Linked DNA regions of Sus scrofa: region 2 is linked to region 1. Evidence: chromatin contacts called from public HiChIP or PLAC-seq data. All regions are on one chromosome and are shown on one strand. Each heading gives the region's core, a stretch centred on a gene start, on an enhancer-like site or on the middle of the called end of the contact. The rest is flanking DNA. Distances are from core to core; before and after follow the strand shown.

Evidence for each region. HiChIP or PLAC-seq counts read pairs in DNA pulled down with a chosen protein or histone mark.
Region 2: an H3K27ac HiChIP or PLAC-seq map of alveolar macrophages shows a contact between it and region 1. The contact joins the enhancer-like site here to the promoter of LOC100156657 in region 1. A contact is called at or near these places in 4 of 47 Hi-C or Micro-C datasets (adipose tissue, epiblast stem cells, retroperitoneal adipose tissue and 1 more) and 2 of 2 datasets of contacts at active chromatin or transcription factors (alveolar macrophages and skeletal muscle).

Annotation. Positions count from the first base shown.
Region 1 is chr7:30,326,993-30,334,867 of Sscrofa11.1, reverse strand. LOC100156657 reads left to right here and starts at 2,817. Exons shown (of 5, transcript NM_001190191.1): 1 at 2,817-2,910; 2 at 4,015-4,198; 3 at 4,389-4,414; 4 at 4,683-4,788; 5 at 4,938-5,319. The coding sequence starts at 4,088. The coding sequence ends at 5,003. It overlaps HMGA1 (high mobility group AT-hook 1), which reads right to left. Exons shown (of 6, transcript NM_001185155.1): 6 at 5,455-6,853. The coding sequence ends at 6,800.
Region 2 is chr7:30,403,505-30,411,379 of Sscrofa11.1, reverse strand. The region is part of intron 1 of NUDT3 (nudix hydrolase 3); the gene reads left to right. Among named protein-coding and RNA genes, the nearest start is that of NUDT3, 15 kb to the left of the region's middle. Within about 2 kb of position 3,134, at least 2 of the 83 cell types and tissues checked have an H3K27ac peak or open chromatin away from gene starts, as enhancers often do. A contact at or near this core is called in alveolar macrophages, where this site is marked.

The DNA.
Region 1 (7,875 bases), core at 1,568-4,067:
TTATTTTACTAGTTGCAAGGGTTTACAGTATGTGGATTTAACTTACTGAAGTTTATGTCATCATAGGAACAAACCAGGCCTCAAATGCAGCCCTAGAGCAGCAGCCAGCACACAGCTGGTCAGAAAGAGGTGCCCCACCCATCCTCCCATTATGCCCTACCCTTGTCTATCACACCAAGGGCTCTCAGAAGTCTTTGAGCTGCTCAGGGTCTCAGCTTGTTCATTTGTATTTATTTATTTATTTATTTTTGGTCTTTTTTATTATTTATTTTTTTTTAATTTTTTTTTGTCTTTTTGCTATTTTTTGGGCTGCTCCTGCGGCATATGGAGTTTCCCAGGCTAGGGGTCTAATCGGAGCTGAAGCTGCCAGCCTATGCCAGAGCCACAGCAACTCGGGATCCGAGCCGTGTCTGCAACCTACACCACAGCTCACGGCAATGCCGGATCGTTAACCCACTGAGCAAGGGCAGGGATCGAACCCGCAACCTCATGGTTCCTAGTCAGATTCGTTAACCACTGCGCCACTACAGGAACTCCTATTTTTGGTCTTTTTTAGAGCCGCACCCACAGCATATGGTAGTTGCCAGGCCAGGGGTCTAATCAGAGCCACAGCTGCCGGCCTACACCACAGCTCACGGCAATGCCAGATCCTTAACGCACTGAGCAAGGCCAGGGATTGACCCCGAAACCTCCTGGTTCCTAGTTGGATTCGCTTCCGCTGCGCCACAACGGGAACTCCTTAAATTGAAGTTGCCCCTACTACCTTGAATAGTGTTCTGGGGTAAAGGAAGTAAATACATGCTGAGTATCATCCCAGTATCACTAGACCCTCAGTTTATGTGGTTGGAAGTCCTGAGAACAGGGACAAAGGTTGGATGTGTGGGCAGACAAGGGGGCCTGGTTTCTAAAACCTACTACTTAATTCCCACTTCCTTGTAAGATGAGAGGGGCACTACATGGGTAGGGGCCTCCTCCCTCTGCCCTCAGCTCTGGTAAAAGCCTGGCATGAGTGGTCTCCCTACTCTCCACACTCAAAAGCCTGAGAACCCCAGGAAATCTACCTGCAGCCTCCAAACCCAAGCTTTTCTCTCATTCCTTTCCCTTTATCTGATTCCCCATCAGTCAGATGGTGGCAATTCTAAGCAAAAGGCCAGAGTTCTCACCTGTCCTCTGGTTCCTAACTGGGTATTACTCCTTCAGATCTGCCCTCAATTAATTGCCGCTGGTAGGACTTGAGGAAGTGAAGTGGCTCAACCATGTCCATGCCATTGGCTGCCCCTGGCAAGAACAATGACCCATGCCACCCCTGTATCTCCATTAGCACTTGAGGATTCAGGAGACCTTAACCTGCCACAACTTTTATGTCCTTGGACGTTTTCCATCACCTGCCAATCTGGAATTTTCCCAATTGCATGTGATTGTGGTGGTGGAGAGGAGGGTGTGGTATAAACTATACACACACAGTTTGACGTAACTTTATTTATTTATTTGCTTTTTAGGGCCGCACTGGTGGCATATGGAGGTTCCCTGGCTAGGGGTTGAATTGGAGCTACAGCTGCCGGCCTATACCACAGCCACAGCAACATGGGATCCCACCCACCTCTGCGACCTACGGCACAGCTTATAGCAATGCCAGATCCCCAACCCTCTAAGCAAGAACTGGGATTGAACCTGCATCCTCATGGATACTAGTGGGATTTGTTTCTGCTGCACCACAACGGGAACCCCTGACTTAACTTTAGACTCACATGTAGTTGTAAGAAATATTAGCAATCCCTCATATGCTTTGGCCGGCTCCGCCCAGTGCTAACATTTGCAGAACTGTAGTATAACATCACAACCAGGACACTGACACTGGTAAAATCCAACAATCTTATTCACATTTCTCCAGTTAAGTGTGTGACATTGTGACATTTTACTTACCAAACCAAGCTCACCTACTGATCAAGCTACCTGTGACCCAGGGGGACTTCACCTCATAGCTCCGTCTGTGCCTCAGAAAACTGGAAGGAGGTTAACAGGGAATTTAAAATACAGGGTATGCCATGTGCCAGGCTCTACCCATGTCACTGTGTAATCTTTATAGCAGCCTGTTTTGCCAACTTTAAGACTGAGGCATAGAGAGGATGGCTGGGTGGGTGTATCCAAGGTCCATGGGCTGGGCAGGTGCGACTCTGGACCTGCATATTCTACCCTCTGGGCAGAGCACAGAGGGCCAGGCTGCAATACTACCGTCTGTGCGGTTCTATAAAGACTAACAGGGCGCGGAGTTCCCATCGTGGCGCAGTGGTTAACGAATCTGACTGGGAACCGTGAGGTTGCGGGTTCGATCCCTGGCCTTGCTCGGTGGGTTAAGGATTTGGCGTTGCCGTGAGCTGTGGTGTAGGTCGAAGACACGGCTCGGATCCCGAGTTGCTGTGGCTCTGGCGTAGGCCGGCGGCTACAGCTCCGATTCGACCCCTAGCCTGAGAACTTCCATATGCTACAGAAGAGGCCCTAGAAAAGGCCAAAAGACAAAAAAAAAAAAAAGACTAACGGGGGCGCTTGTGGGGCCAGGGCTCCAACCAGATCAGCACGCAAAGGAGACCAAGCTCTGCCTGGAATGTGAACTCCCAAGCGCTCCCGCCCCGGGGGACGCCGGGAAGCCGCGCGCGCCCCGCCCCTCCCCGCTGCGCAGCCCTCGGCTGCCCCCTGCCGTCGCGTGGTGGTCCCTGCAGCCCGGGCCGTCTCCGCCTTCGCACCGCCCATTCCCCGCCTCCTGATTGGCCGCTCCAGGAGTCTCCGGGCCTTCTGCCTTCCGATGCTGTGGCCCCGCCCATTTCCCCGGGTCCTTTGATCACGCGCCTGCCGGCTCTTCCGGGGCCCGGGAGCCAACCGAGGGCGTTCCACTCCGGGCTGCAGCGGCGGGAGGTAAGGCATGGCCGGGTTGGATGGGCTGCAGAGCGCCGGCACAAGTCCACGCCTCGGGGTGTCGGGATTCCGGGATACCCGGGCCCCTCTGCGCTCCCAAGTTCCCCTCCCCCGGCCTGAGCCTCCCAGCGCCATGGCAACTACCTCCCGCACGCCGTTGCTGGTCCGCGTCCTAAGAACGGCCTGTCACTCTCCCTATCTCGGCATGTCCCCTCGACTGTGGGACGGTGCGATTCTGGGACGGTGCGATGCGACTGGGCAAGCCCGCAGCCCCCACGGGCCCCGGGACCGGCCCAAGCTCATACCTTGCCTTCCGATGGGAACCGAGGCGAACCGAGGTCGCAGACCGCGGGGCATCGGCGTTGAGCCTCCACGGGCAATCTCCTTCCCTCTGTCATGGGAACTGACCCTCTCCACCTCCGCCTGTCAAACCCGGGCCAGGAGGGGAGGGACTAGGGCGGAGCCCCGAGTGGGGATCAGGGGAAGGTGACATCACCTCGCAGATGCAATCCAGTCCTGCCCACTTGTGTCTACCCTGGCACATGAGACCAGTGGGGGAAATGGTGCCCAGGAGATATGTCTGGAGTGACACCAGGGACAAAGAGGGCATATAGGACCTATGGCCTGAAGTGTGGGAATTGGACCGGGACTGAGGGAGATGCGCCCCTTCAGAAGCCCCTACCTCACCCCTAGGCTACAGTCCAGGACCCTCATAGTTTAATCTTAACCTCCTTATTTTGCTCCCTTGGAGCTGCTGGCAGCCCAGTGCCCTAGAAGGTTGGGCAGGGGCTGGGACCATACACCTAACCTTTCCCCAGAAATTGATAGCTGCAAATGTTTCGGCCAGCACCCTGAGCTGGGCCCCACCTTGATTTGGGGATAGGAGCTGAAAGGGCCTCAGGCCCTGACTCTGGGCCTTTCCTGGGTGCCCTTTACACCCAGGATTTGCAGAGTTGCTGGAGGGTTAACCCCAGCACACTGACCTGGAAGATCCCTTGTCCCAGCACCTGACTTAAGTTTTCACACATTACTGGCTCTTGGGGAGGGATCCAGAGCCTAGGTGTCTCTCTGGGTGACATTGACAACCTCCTTCCTCCTCCCCAGGGAGCCCAGTGGAGGCGCCCTCCCGAGGCAGCACTGCCCATGCTGACTACCCAGCCCTCCAGCTGCCGATGTCATGAGTAACACCACAGTGCCCAATGCCCCCCAGGCCAACAGCGACTCCATGGTGGGCTATGTGTTGGGGCCTTTCTTCCTCATCACCCTGGTCGGGGTGGTGGTGGCTGTGGTAAGGAGCCCCCACATCCACTCATATATACCCACACTTTTGCTAAGGCAGGGCTGGGTGGGCCTGGTCCAGCCTGCACAGGGCACCTCAGCTGTCCTGTTACGGGAGCGGAGGGTGTGGAAATGGGCCCCACTCACTCGTGGGCCATGCTGGGCTCAGCTGCCTCCACAGTGCTGTGTCTCTGTTACAGGTAATGTATGTCCAGAAGAAAAAGCGGTGAGTGTCCCCGCCCCCTGAACATTCTGCTTAAAGTTCTCCCCATGGCATCTCAGCTCCCTGCGCAGGTTAAGACGCCCCTCAGGCATTATGAAACTAGCCTGGAATTCCCTACACTCCACTGTTCGGTTTTCACACCCAGACATGTATTAGAGCTCTAGTGTACCCCAAAAGGCACCCACTGGAAGCGCCCCCGCCAGGAGCAGTAGAGACGGGGCAGTCAGGTGTCTGTGGACCCCCGGAGCTGAACCCGTCCCATGCTCCCCAGGGTAGACCGGCTTCGCCATCACCTGCTCCCTATGTACAGCTATGACCCTGCTGAGGAGCTGCACGAGGCCGAGCAGGAGCTGCTCTCTGACGTGGGAGACCCCAAGGTGAGCACTTGGGACAGGCACAATCAGGAGAGGTGGGCCCGCGGTTTGCACCCTTGAAGCCAGAGCCTTGCTGTGGCTAGAGGGCTACCTCCTCCAAGGTTGTGCGGCAGACTCCTGGCACACAGCCCGTGGCATGATCTCCCTCACAGGTGGTACATGGCTGGCAGAGTGGCTACCAGCACAAGCGGATGCCCTTGCTGGATGTCAAGACGTGACCCGAGCCCCTTGCCCTCATCTTCAGAACCATGGGGTCCTGGACCCTGCAGCCTGCTGCTTCCCCCCAACTCCCAGCTCACCTTCCTGGGTCTCCACGCCCCCCACCCCCCTGTGCCTGGCAGCACCTGTTCCCTCAGCCCCACATAGCAGCCAAGCCCCAGTAGCATCTCACCCCCAGCTAGGCCTTCAGTTTTCTGGGGCCAAAGGGCAGAGCTTCGCCCTCCCTGACCCAGCTGTGGAGCCACTTCTGTGGTGACAGGGCCTGATGTATAGTACTCTGTATGTATATTTTGTAAATAAAATGTTTTGTGGCTATAGGGGTGCAGCTGATGTCTTCTGGGGGGGCTTAAGGTACCTTCTGTGGAGCCAACACCAGCTTTTCCCCTTCCTCCCCCGTCCTGGGCAGAGCCCTTCAGGAGCGACCCCTGCCCAGAGACATAAGAGACTCAGTCCAGAAAAGGACATTTTTTTATTCAAGTAACTGCAAATAGGAAACCAGAGGGGGGGGCCCCCAGGCTGGGACAAATATCGGCTGCCTCCTCCCTGACAGAACGGGGAGAAGGCGGCCCCTACACCTGACAGTCAACACAGGCCCCCCTCCTTACTCTGCTGCAGCATCCTAGGGGCAGGGCCCCACCTTCCCTGGGACCGGGGTGGTCTGTGACCCAGCCTGCTTTGCCCCAGGCCCCTTCCCCTAAGAGGGTCTTGGGGGAGGAGAATGTGGGCAGAACAGGAGGCGATGAGGATGAACATTTGGCGCTGGTAGCAGCAGCAATGACGGATGTCTAAGAATGAAACATTGAACAAAAACAACACAACTGTCCAGAGGTAGTTTGTGAACAGAGGAAAGATGGAACCAGAACCTTGGGGGGCGGGGGAGGAGCAGAAGGGTGGGAGTGGGCAAGGCTAGCTCCTTGTTATTAGTGCCCCGTGAGGGAAGGGGAAGAAACGGAGGCCTAGAAGCGGACAGGGACTGGGAGGGACTCGAGCCCACCCTCAGTGGCTGCCCCAGGAACCTGGGCCTCCCCTGGATAAAGGTGACTCTGCACTTCCATCACTGCAGTAGATTCCGGGGGGGGGGGGAGGGTGGGCTGGAGCCTGCTTAGACAGGGTAGGGGGCTTAAACCCCTCCTGCCTGCCTTCCTGCGCCCCCCAGAGGGGCTGCCCAGCCTAGCACAGGGATTAGGCAAGGCGGGGAAGGAAGGAAGTGGGTGAGCCACACCTGGGGAGACCCAGGTTGGCCGGGGGCATCTTGGGGCCAGTCCCCCCTCTGCAGTGGCCACACCTGCTGCTGCTGCTGCTGCTGTGGGTAGGGAGTGGGGCATGTCTAATGAGAAGGGGCTTGGGCCCCTTTTAAGGCCAGGGGAGCCCTCCCAGGCCCCTCAGTGGGAAGCCAGAGGAAAGAATTGGGGATAGAAGGGGCCCCCAAACCAAGAGCCCAGCCAGCAATGTCCCCACGGCCGAGGGAGGGACAGGGAGGGCAGCAGCACAGGGAGTGGCTAAGTGGGGAGTCAGCTTAGGGTGGGGCGGGGGCAGGTGTGGCGCGCGTGGCTGAGGGGTTGCCGGAAACCGAAATCTCTTCAAGGAAAACTGCTTCCCTCTTGGGCCGGGGCCCTGCAGCGGCTGGTGGGCTGGTGGGCCGGGCTGGTGTGCAGTGTAGTGTGGTGGTGAGGGTGCAGGTGGGTGGCAGGGATGCGCGGGCCTGGGGGGAGGGGGGGCAGTGGGAGCGGAGCGGAGCTGTCCAGTCCCAGCAGGAAACTGCTCCTCGGGCGGGGGAGCAGGCGGCGCGGTGCAGTCACTGCTCCTCCTCTGAGGACTCCTGCGAGATGCCCTCTTCTTCCTCCTTCTCCTGCGAGGTGGGCAGGGCCATCAGCAGGAATGCCAGGCCTGCCCCCCGCCACCCCCAGAGGCCAAGCTGGCCCCCACCCCTCCCTGCACTCCCTGGCTCTCCAGAAGGGGGATGAGTCAGGGCTGAGTGTGTGGGTGACTCAGCAACCTCCACGGCCCAGTTTCATTCATAAAAAAGGAAGAATTTAAAGGGAGGGAAAAAAACCACACACATGGGCTGCTCTCACCGAGCCAGGCCCTTGGCCCCCAGGCCCAAGGCAGGGACCTGGCAGGGCCCAGGGCAGCACTAGGCTGGAGGAAGTGACTGGCTGGGTGGTGGGGGGAGCAGGGAGGTGGTCAGGGGAGGAAATGGGACAGGGTGCCTGGAGGGTGCAATGAGCCCCCTCACTGCACTGGTGGGTGCCGGGGACCCAGGTGGCCTTGGCCCGCAGGGGCAGCTGCTGGGCTGTGGAGCGGCCACAACAGGCTGGCCGCGGGCTGACCCCAGGCCAGGGCGGGGAGGAAGGGGAAGTGTGGGGCTCACTCACTGGGCCGGAATGTTGGGACACCACATGGGGGCCCCCGTGCCAGGCACAAACTCCAAAACAACTTGTTTCCTGTTACTCACTCTTGGGGCCCTGCCAGCATCCCCTCACCCCCTCACCCCCTGCACCCAGTGATGGTGGTGGCGGTGGAGGAAAGAAGGCCCCAGGGAGCACAGGTGGGGAGCAGGGGAGGCCTAGAGGAAGGCCCTGGTGGCCCTCACTGCAGTGCGCCCCCTGCAGGCAGCCTCTGGCCTCAGCTATTTGGGGCCCAGAAGTGGATGGTGCCTCCTGGTGAGGAGGTGTCCCACCTCAGCTGCCACCCAACACGGACACCACCCGCCCCAGGATGGGGCTCCACTGCTGCTGCTTCCTCCTGCCCCAGGGTCAAAATGGACCTGATCCCTCCCTCATTTCGTTCGCCCTAGAAGTTCTGAGCCTGGTCTAGAAGTCGAGGGAAGAGAGCGTGAGACCAGGCCCAGTGGGGCAGGGCAAGGAGTGC
Region 2 (7,875 bases), core at 1,885-4,384, 76 kb before region 1:
ACAGATCTTCCTAACTAGTCTCCTTATCCCATCCTTGTGTACCTTGCAGTCTCTTCTCTGCGCCGAACCCCAGTGACTGTTAACATATTTGCTTAGAACCCCTGGGAGCGCATGCGTCTTCACTTGGGCAACTCCTTCTGAGGAGCCCTCTATGACTTCTCGCCTCCTCTTACTCCTTTGCTAATTCTGCTCTAGCCTCTGGCTTTCTTACTTTGCCCCAAATATCCCATTGCCTCAGGGCAGGACCTTTGTTCCTGAGGGTACCTTTGCCTGAGATGCCCTTCCCTAGAAAGCCAAAGCCTTGTTCCTTGCTTTGATCAGGTCTGTGCTCAGATGTTACCTCTTATGAGAGATCTTCCTATCTAAAAAAGTACTCTTGGAGTTGCCATCGTGGAGGAGTGAAAACAAATCCGACTAGGAACCATGAGGTTACGGGTTTGACCCCTGGCCTGGCTCAGTGGGTTAAGGATCTCTGGCACTGCCATGAGCTGTGGTGTAGGTCGCAGATGAGGCTCGGATCCTGCATTGCTGTGGCTCTGGCGTAGGCCGGCAGCTGTAGCACCAACTTGACCCCTAGCCTGGGAACTTCCATGTGCCACGGGTGCGGCCCTAAAAAGCAAAAAAAAAAAAAAAAGTACTCAATTTCTTGTTCCTTATTTGACCTTATTTATCCTGTTAGTACATACCATTTGACATTATTATTATTTTTTTATTTTCTGTCTTCTCCCATTAGATTATATGTTCCACAAGAGCAGAATCTTTATTTGTCACTCTATCTGCAATGCCTAGAACAGTGATTGGCACTGAGTAGGCATTAAGTGAATATTAGTTGAATGAAGGAGTGAGAGAATGAATGTATGAGCTCTACATATCACATGTGGGAAATGGTTCATGTATAGGACTATTTATTGTAGCATTGTTTTATTTATTTATTTATTATGGTTGCATCCATGACATATGGGAGTTCCCTGGCCAGGAATTGAATCCGAGCCGCAGCTGTGACCTATGGCAGATACTTTAACCCCTGTGCTGGGCTGGATTCTTAACCCACTGTGCAGGAACTCCTGTAGCACTGTTTTAATAGCAGAACTGGAAGTGCCCAAAGTGAAGAGGGCTGGTGAGGAGTTCCCACTGTAGCACAACAGGATTGGCAGAGTCTCTGCAGTGCTGAGTCACAGGTTCCATCCCTAGCTGGCACAGTGAGTTGAAGGATCTGATGTTGTCGCAGCTACAGCATAGGTCGCAACTGTGACTTTGATCTGATTCCTGGCCTGGAAATTCCATATGCTTCAGGGAGACCAAAAAAGAGGAAAAAAAAAAAGAGGGCTAGTTAAATAGATTACGGTATATCTGTGTGGTTAAAAATCTCTGGTGGGGAGTTGCTGTTGTGGCTCAGTGGAAATGAACTTGACTAGTATTCCTGGCCTCACTCAGTGGGTTAAGAATTTGGCATTGCCACGAGCTGTGCTGTAGGCCGGCAGCTGCAGCTCCAATTCAACCCCTAGCCTGGGAACGTCCGTATGCCACGAATTCAGCCCTAAAAGACCAGAAAAAACCAAAAGAAAACCTCCATGGTTACTGTATGATTTCATTTATACGAAGATCCAGAACAGGCAAAACTAATTTGTGGTAGTATAATTCATAATAGTCATTGCTTCTGGGTCAGGGACATTGAGAGGAAAGAGATACAGGGAACTTTCTGGGGAGATAGAAATGTATGTATTTTGAGAGTTCCTGTTGTGGCTCAGCAGGTTATGAACCTGACTGGTATCCATGAGGATGCAGGTTTGATGCCTGGCCTCACTCAGTGGGTTAACGATCTGGCGTTGCCCTGAGCTGTGTGTAGGTCACAGATGCAGCTCCATCTGGCGTTGCTGTGGCTGTGGCTGTGGCTGGCAGCCACAGCTCTGATTTGACTCCCTAGCCTGAGAACTTACATATATCGCAGGTGTGGCTCTAAAAAGCAAAAAAAAAAAAAAAAAAAAAAAAAAAAAAGAAGAAGAATCTGTATCTTTATGGGGTATGGGTTCAAGTACATGCACAAGTCAGACTTATCAAACTGTCCCCTGTTGAGCTATACATTCCAGTGTGCATGAATTGTATTTGCTACAACAAAGCACAGTTCCTAAAATGGAAAACAACATAAACAGATGAATTTCACTGCATATCAACCTAGCAGCAGCATTATACAGAAAGTAAATCTGTCATATGACTTTAAAATAGTGTTTTCCCCCCAAAAAAACAGTGTTTAGAGGAGTTCTCCTGTGGCACAGTGGGTTAGGGATCCAGTGTTATCACGCAGTGGCTTGGATTGCTGCTGTATCATGGGTTTGATCCCTGTCCTGGAAATTTCCACATGCCATAGGCACGACCAAAAAAATAAAACAACCCCCCCCCCAGAATTTAGATTTACTGTCCCTAGTGAGAGCTGTCCTCAGTCTAGGAAAAACTACAAAGATGGAGTTCTTGCTGTGCCACAGTGGGTTAAGAATCTGACTGAAGCAGCTGGGGCCACTGAGGAGACACAGGCTCAATCCCTGTCCTGGCACTGTGGGTTAAAGGATCTGGCATTACTGTAGCTGTGGCTTTGTAGGTTGCAGCTCAAATGCAGTCCGGGGCTTGGGAACTTCCATATGCTACAGGTGTGGCTATGAACAACAACAAAAAAATCTTAGTAATTTTAAATATAGAATGGAAATTTCAGTATGACCCATAATTTATTTTTCTTTTCAATTCTCCTTTTTTTTTTTTTTTTTTTTTTGTCTTTTGTCTTTTTGTTGTTATTATTGCTATTTCTTGGGCCGCTCCCGCGGCATATAGAGGTTCCCAGGCTAGGGGTTGAATCGGAGCTGTAGCCACTGGCCTACGCCAGAGCCACAGCAACGCGGGATCCGAGCCGCGTCTGCAACCTACACCACAGCTCACGGCAACGCCGGATTGTTAACCCACTGAGCAAGGGCAGGGATCGAACCCGCAACCTCATGGTTCCTAGTCGGATTCGTTAACCACTGCGCCATGACGGGAACTCCCTTTTTTTTTTTTTTTTTTTTTTAAATGGCTATACCCATGGCAAACGGAAGTTCCGGGCCAGGGATTGAATCATAGTCTCAGCTGCAGCCTATGTCACAGCTGCAATACTGGATCCTTTAACCCACTAGACTGGGCCAGGATCAAACCCATGTGACCTAAGCTGGTGCAGTCTGATTCTTAACCCACTGTACCACAGTGGGAACTGTACCACAGTGGGAACTCCTCAGTTACTACTTTTTTTTTTTTTTAAATCATTTTCTTTATCTTTCTTTCTTTCTTTCCTTTTTTTTTTTCCGGTCTTTTTAGGGCTGCACCTGAGGCATATGTAGGTTCCCAGGCTAGGAGTCCAATTGGAGCTACAGCTGCTGGCCCATGCCACAGCCACAGCAACATGGGATCTAAGCCACGTCTTCGACCTACACCACAGCTCACGGCAACACCAGATCTTTAACTCATAAACGAGGCCAGGGATCGAACCCGCATCCTCAGGGGTACTAGTCGGGTTTGTCAACTGCTGAGCCATGACAGAAACTGCAGCATATGGAAGTTCCCAGGCTAGAGGTCTAATTGGAGCTGCAGCTGCCAACCTATACCACAGCCATAGCAATGCCAGATCCGAGCCACATCTGCAACCTACACCATAGCTCATGGCAACGCAGACTCCTTAACCCACCGAGCAAGGCAGGGATCGAACCTGCATCCTCATGGATACTAGTCGGGTTTGTTACCACTGAGCCGCAACGGGAACTCCTTCTAATAATATATATTTTTTATTTGTCATTGAAAAGCCCTAGAAACGATGATAACACAACTGCAGCCAGTACCTAAATTGAGGTCTCTAAATGTTATTTCACACTAAAATGAGCCAAGTCTCCTTAGAGAAACAGCTGAACAGCCGAATTCATATCTGGAGCAGGAATTACTTAAAGTGAGCCTGAGATATCTTATAATGACAAAAAGCAAGAAAACAATCCAAGATTAGAGATGTCTATTAAAAAGATTAAAAAAAAACAAGATCCGTAAAACCTAGATTTGGTAGAGTCTAGGTGGCAGGCATATGGGTGGTTGGTGTACAATTCTTTCAACTTAGCTATGTGTTTGAAAAAAAATTTTTACTGTGCCCAAGGCATGAAGAAGTTCCCAGGCCAGGGATCAAACCTCTGTCACAGCAGTGACCCAAGCTGCTACTGTGACAATGCCGGGTCCTTAACCTGCTGCACCACAAGGGAACTCCCTGGAAATTTTTATAATGAAGTGCTGGAGAAAAGGGAGACATGAGGAGTTCCCTGGTGGTATAGCAGGTTAAGGATCTGGTGTTGTCAATGCTGTGGCATGGGTTTGATCCCTGGCCCTGGAACTTCCATATACTGCAAGCATAGCCAAAAAACGAGGAAGAGGAGCCACCCTAAAGTGTCTCTTGCTAGTTAAAGGTGGGAGCATCAAGAGATTAATGACTGCAGTTGATTGAAACACATGAAATATAAAAATCAAATTAATGCTGTAACAGTAACAGTGTTTGGGGATTGTTCTGGCACTGTCTTGTTATTCTGAAAATTAGTAAAGGAGGAAAAAATAATCAGACATTCCATTACCTTTCCTATATTTACTTGTAATTAAACAGTCAAGGAAGGAAATTTCTTATTTGTGGAATTCCAGCTAATTTATAAATATAGAAGGGCCCGAGGTGGTTAACGAATCCGACTAGGAACCATGAGGTTGCGGGTTCGATCCCTGGCCTTGCTCAGTGGGTTAAGGATCCGGCGTTGCTGTGAGCTGTGGTGTAGGTCGCAGACACAACTCAGATCTGGCGTTGCTGTGGCTCTGGTGTAGGCCGGTGGCTACAGCTCCGATTAGACCCCAGCCTGGGAATCTCCATGTGCTGCGGGAGCGACCCTAGAAAAGGCAAAAAGACAAAAAAAAAAAAAAAAATACGGATAGTTAGATGGATAGAAGGATGGATGGATAGAAGGATGGATGGATGGATGGATGGATAGACAGACAGACAGACAGACAGACAGACAGACAGGCCAATAGAATTAGAAAATCGCCACTTGCATTCCCTAATAAGTCCATGGATAAAGATGGCAGTTATGATGATAAAACCATTAAATGAATGGCTAGTGGTGAGCTCTGTAATGGACAGATCAGGTGATAACACTAAATGCCAGTTTCGTTTTCTCATCACAAAAAGTGATGTAAGATCTTATGTAACTCACACTATAATGTTACAGGAAGTATATAGCACCTTCAGGGAAGTTTCCTTACAAAAACACCAAATCCACAACTGACCAAGCTTCAAGATCTAATGACCTAGGTACAGGAAATATGGGGCCTAAAGGAGCAGGTTGAATATTACCCCAAAGGACCGTACTTGCAAATGTTGGAATGTAGGAAATACTACAAGATAAATGACCTGTTTTCTTCAACAAATAAATGGCTTGAAAACAAAGGGCCAGGAGGGGAAACTGTTTCAGACTAAGGTTGAGTCGTATCAACCAAATGAAATGTATGGACTTAGTTTGGATCTTCGTTTTAAAAAATCAGTGTAGGAGTTCCTGGCACGGCTCAGCAGAAACAAACCCTACTAGTATCTATGAGGATGCGAGTTTGATCCCTGACCTCACTCAGTGAGTTAAGAGATTAATGACTGCAGTTGATTGAAACACATGAAATATAAAAATCTGATTAATGCTGTAATAGCAATTAGGAACCATGAGGTTACAGGTTTAATCCCTGGGTTAAGGATCCAGTGTTGCCGTGAGCTGTGGTACAGGCAGCAGACACAGCTTGGATCTGAGAACTTCCACATGCCTGGATGCAGCCCTAAAAAGACCAAAAAAAAACTACTTTGACATCTTAAATTAAATTAAGTTGAAATGTGATTAATATGTTGATCTACTTTGGGGATATAATACCTGCCCTTTTTTTTTTTTGCTCTTTTATGGCTGCACATCTGGAATATGGAGGTTCCCAGGCTACAGGTTGAATTGGAGCTGCAGCTGCCAGCCTGCACCATAGCCACAGCAACACCAGATCCAAGCCACATCTGTGACTACAGCTCATGGCAGCTCCAGATCCTTAACCCACTGATCGAAGCCAGGCATCGAACCCGGGTCCTCATGAATACTGATCGGGTTCGTTACTGCTGAGCCACAAAAAGGCACTCCCAGTAACTGCCTTTTTACAGTATATTCCTTTAGTTCTAAGACCGTGTGTGGGAAAATAATGTAGTTTAGGGATGTCAGGAATGCTGTTCCTGTGGCTTTATTTGTTTTAATGGCCTCAAGAAACTTGAACATTCTAAATATTTCATTCATTTCATTTGGCTTTCAGAAATTTCCTAGGGAATAATGCTTGGCATTCTTCTTGTCCAATTATAAAAATCTGAAATACTTGTTGTAAAATATTCAAGCTGTACACAAGGTTTTAAAGTGAAATGTTACCTCCTCCTTAGCATCGCCAGTTGTACTGTACAGAGGCAATATTGTTTCTTGGATGAGTGCTTTCAAATACATGTTTAAATTGAGGTTTTGAAGGTCCCATAATATACAGAGAGTGTAGGAAGCTTAACTTTGCCTGTAGTATCTGAAACTTTTTTCCTTTCCCACTTGCTTCTCTCTTGTATTTCTCTCTATTGAGAAATGGGTATCTTTGTCCACCTAATGACCTCAGTTATCCCTTTCATGTAAATGTTTCCTAAATGTGACTTGAATCCACTTGCTGCTCCCCATCCCCAGGGAGGCTGATTATGTCCAACTCCCTTATCTTCTCTAATTGAACTCTGTCCCATCTCCCATCGCTCATTTAGCCTCCAGATTCAGACTTCAGAGAGACCAGATAGATTGCCATTTTCCTCCTCAGAAACTGAGGAGCTGTTGCCTTCAGTTGCCTTCAGTTGCCATAACTCTTTTTTTTTTTTTTTTTTTTTTTTGTCTTTTTAGGGCCGAACCTGCAGCTTATGTAAGTTCCCAGGCCGGCCTACACCACAGCCACAGCAACTCGGGATCCGAGCCGCACCTGAGACCTACACCACAGCTCATGGCAACGCTGTGGTCCTTAACTCTCTGAGCAAGGCGAGGAATTGAAGCCGCATCCTCGTGGATACCAGTAGGATTTGTTTCTTGCGCGCCACAGCAGGAACTCTCAGAGTGACCTTTCTAAAACTCAAGTTGGGTTCTGTCATTTCTTTAACAACTTTAGTGAGTTACCCATTGCCTTCAGGTTTTGATCCAAATTCTTTTATTTATTTATTTATTTATTTTTGTCTTTTTGCCTTTTCATGGGCTGCTCCCGCCGCATATGGAGGTTCCCAGGCTAGTGGTCGAATCGGAGCCATAGCCGCCGGCCTACACCACAGCCACAGCCACTCGGGATCTGAGCCGTGTCTGCGACCTACACCACAGCTCACGGCAACAGTGGATCCTTAACCCACTGAGCGAGGCCAGGGAGTAAACCCACAATCTCATGTTGGATTCGTTAACCACTGCGCCATGACGGGAACGCCCCAAATTCTTTATAATTGGACCTCTGCCTTTTTGTTCAGCCTCCCTAAATAACCCTGTCTATATGCTCTCTGCATCTTTTTTTTAAAGCGATTGTTTCTTCCCTCAGTCACTGGTCCATTCTTTCATTTGCTCAAAAACATTTGTTGTCCAGTTGTATGGTTTAGACACTATGCTTAAGGATTGGGTGTAAGGCAGTCAGCAGAAGCATTCTTAGACCTTTCACACTGTTAATCAGGATAGACGAGGTTATGTTAACATAACAAATTTACCTTGAAATCTCATTGTTTTAACACAACAGAGTTTTATTACTTGTGTTGATGCCTGTATATCATGAGATTTC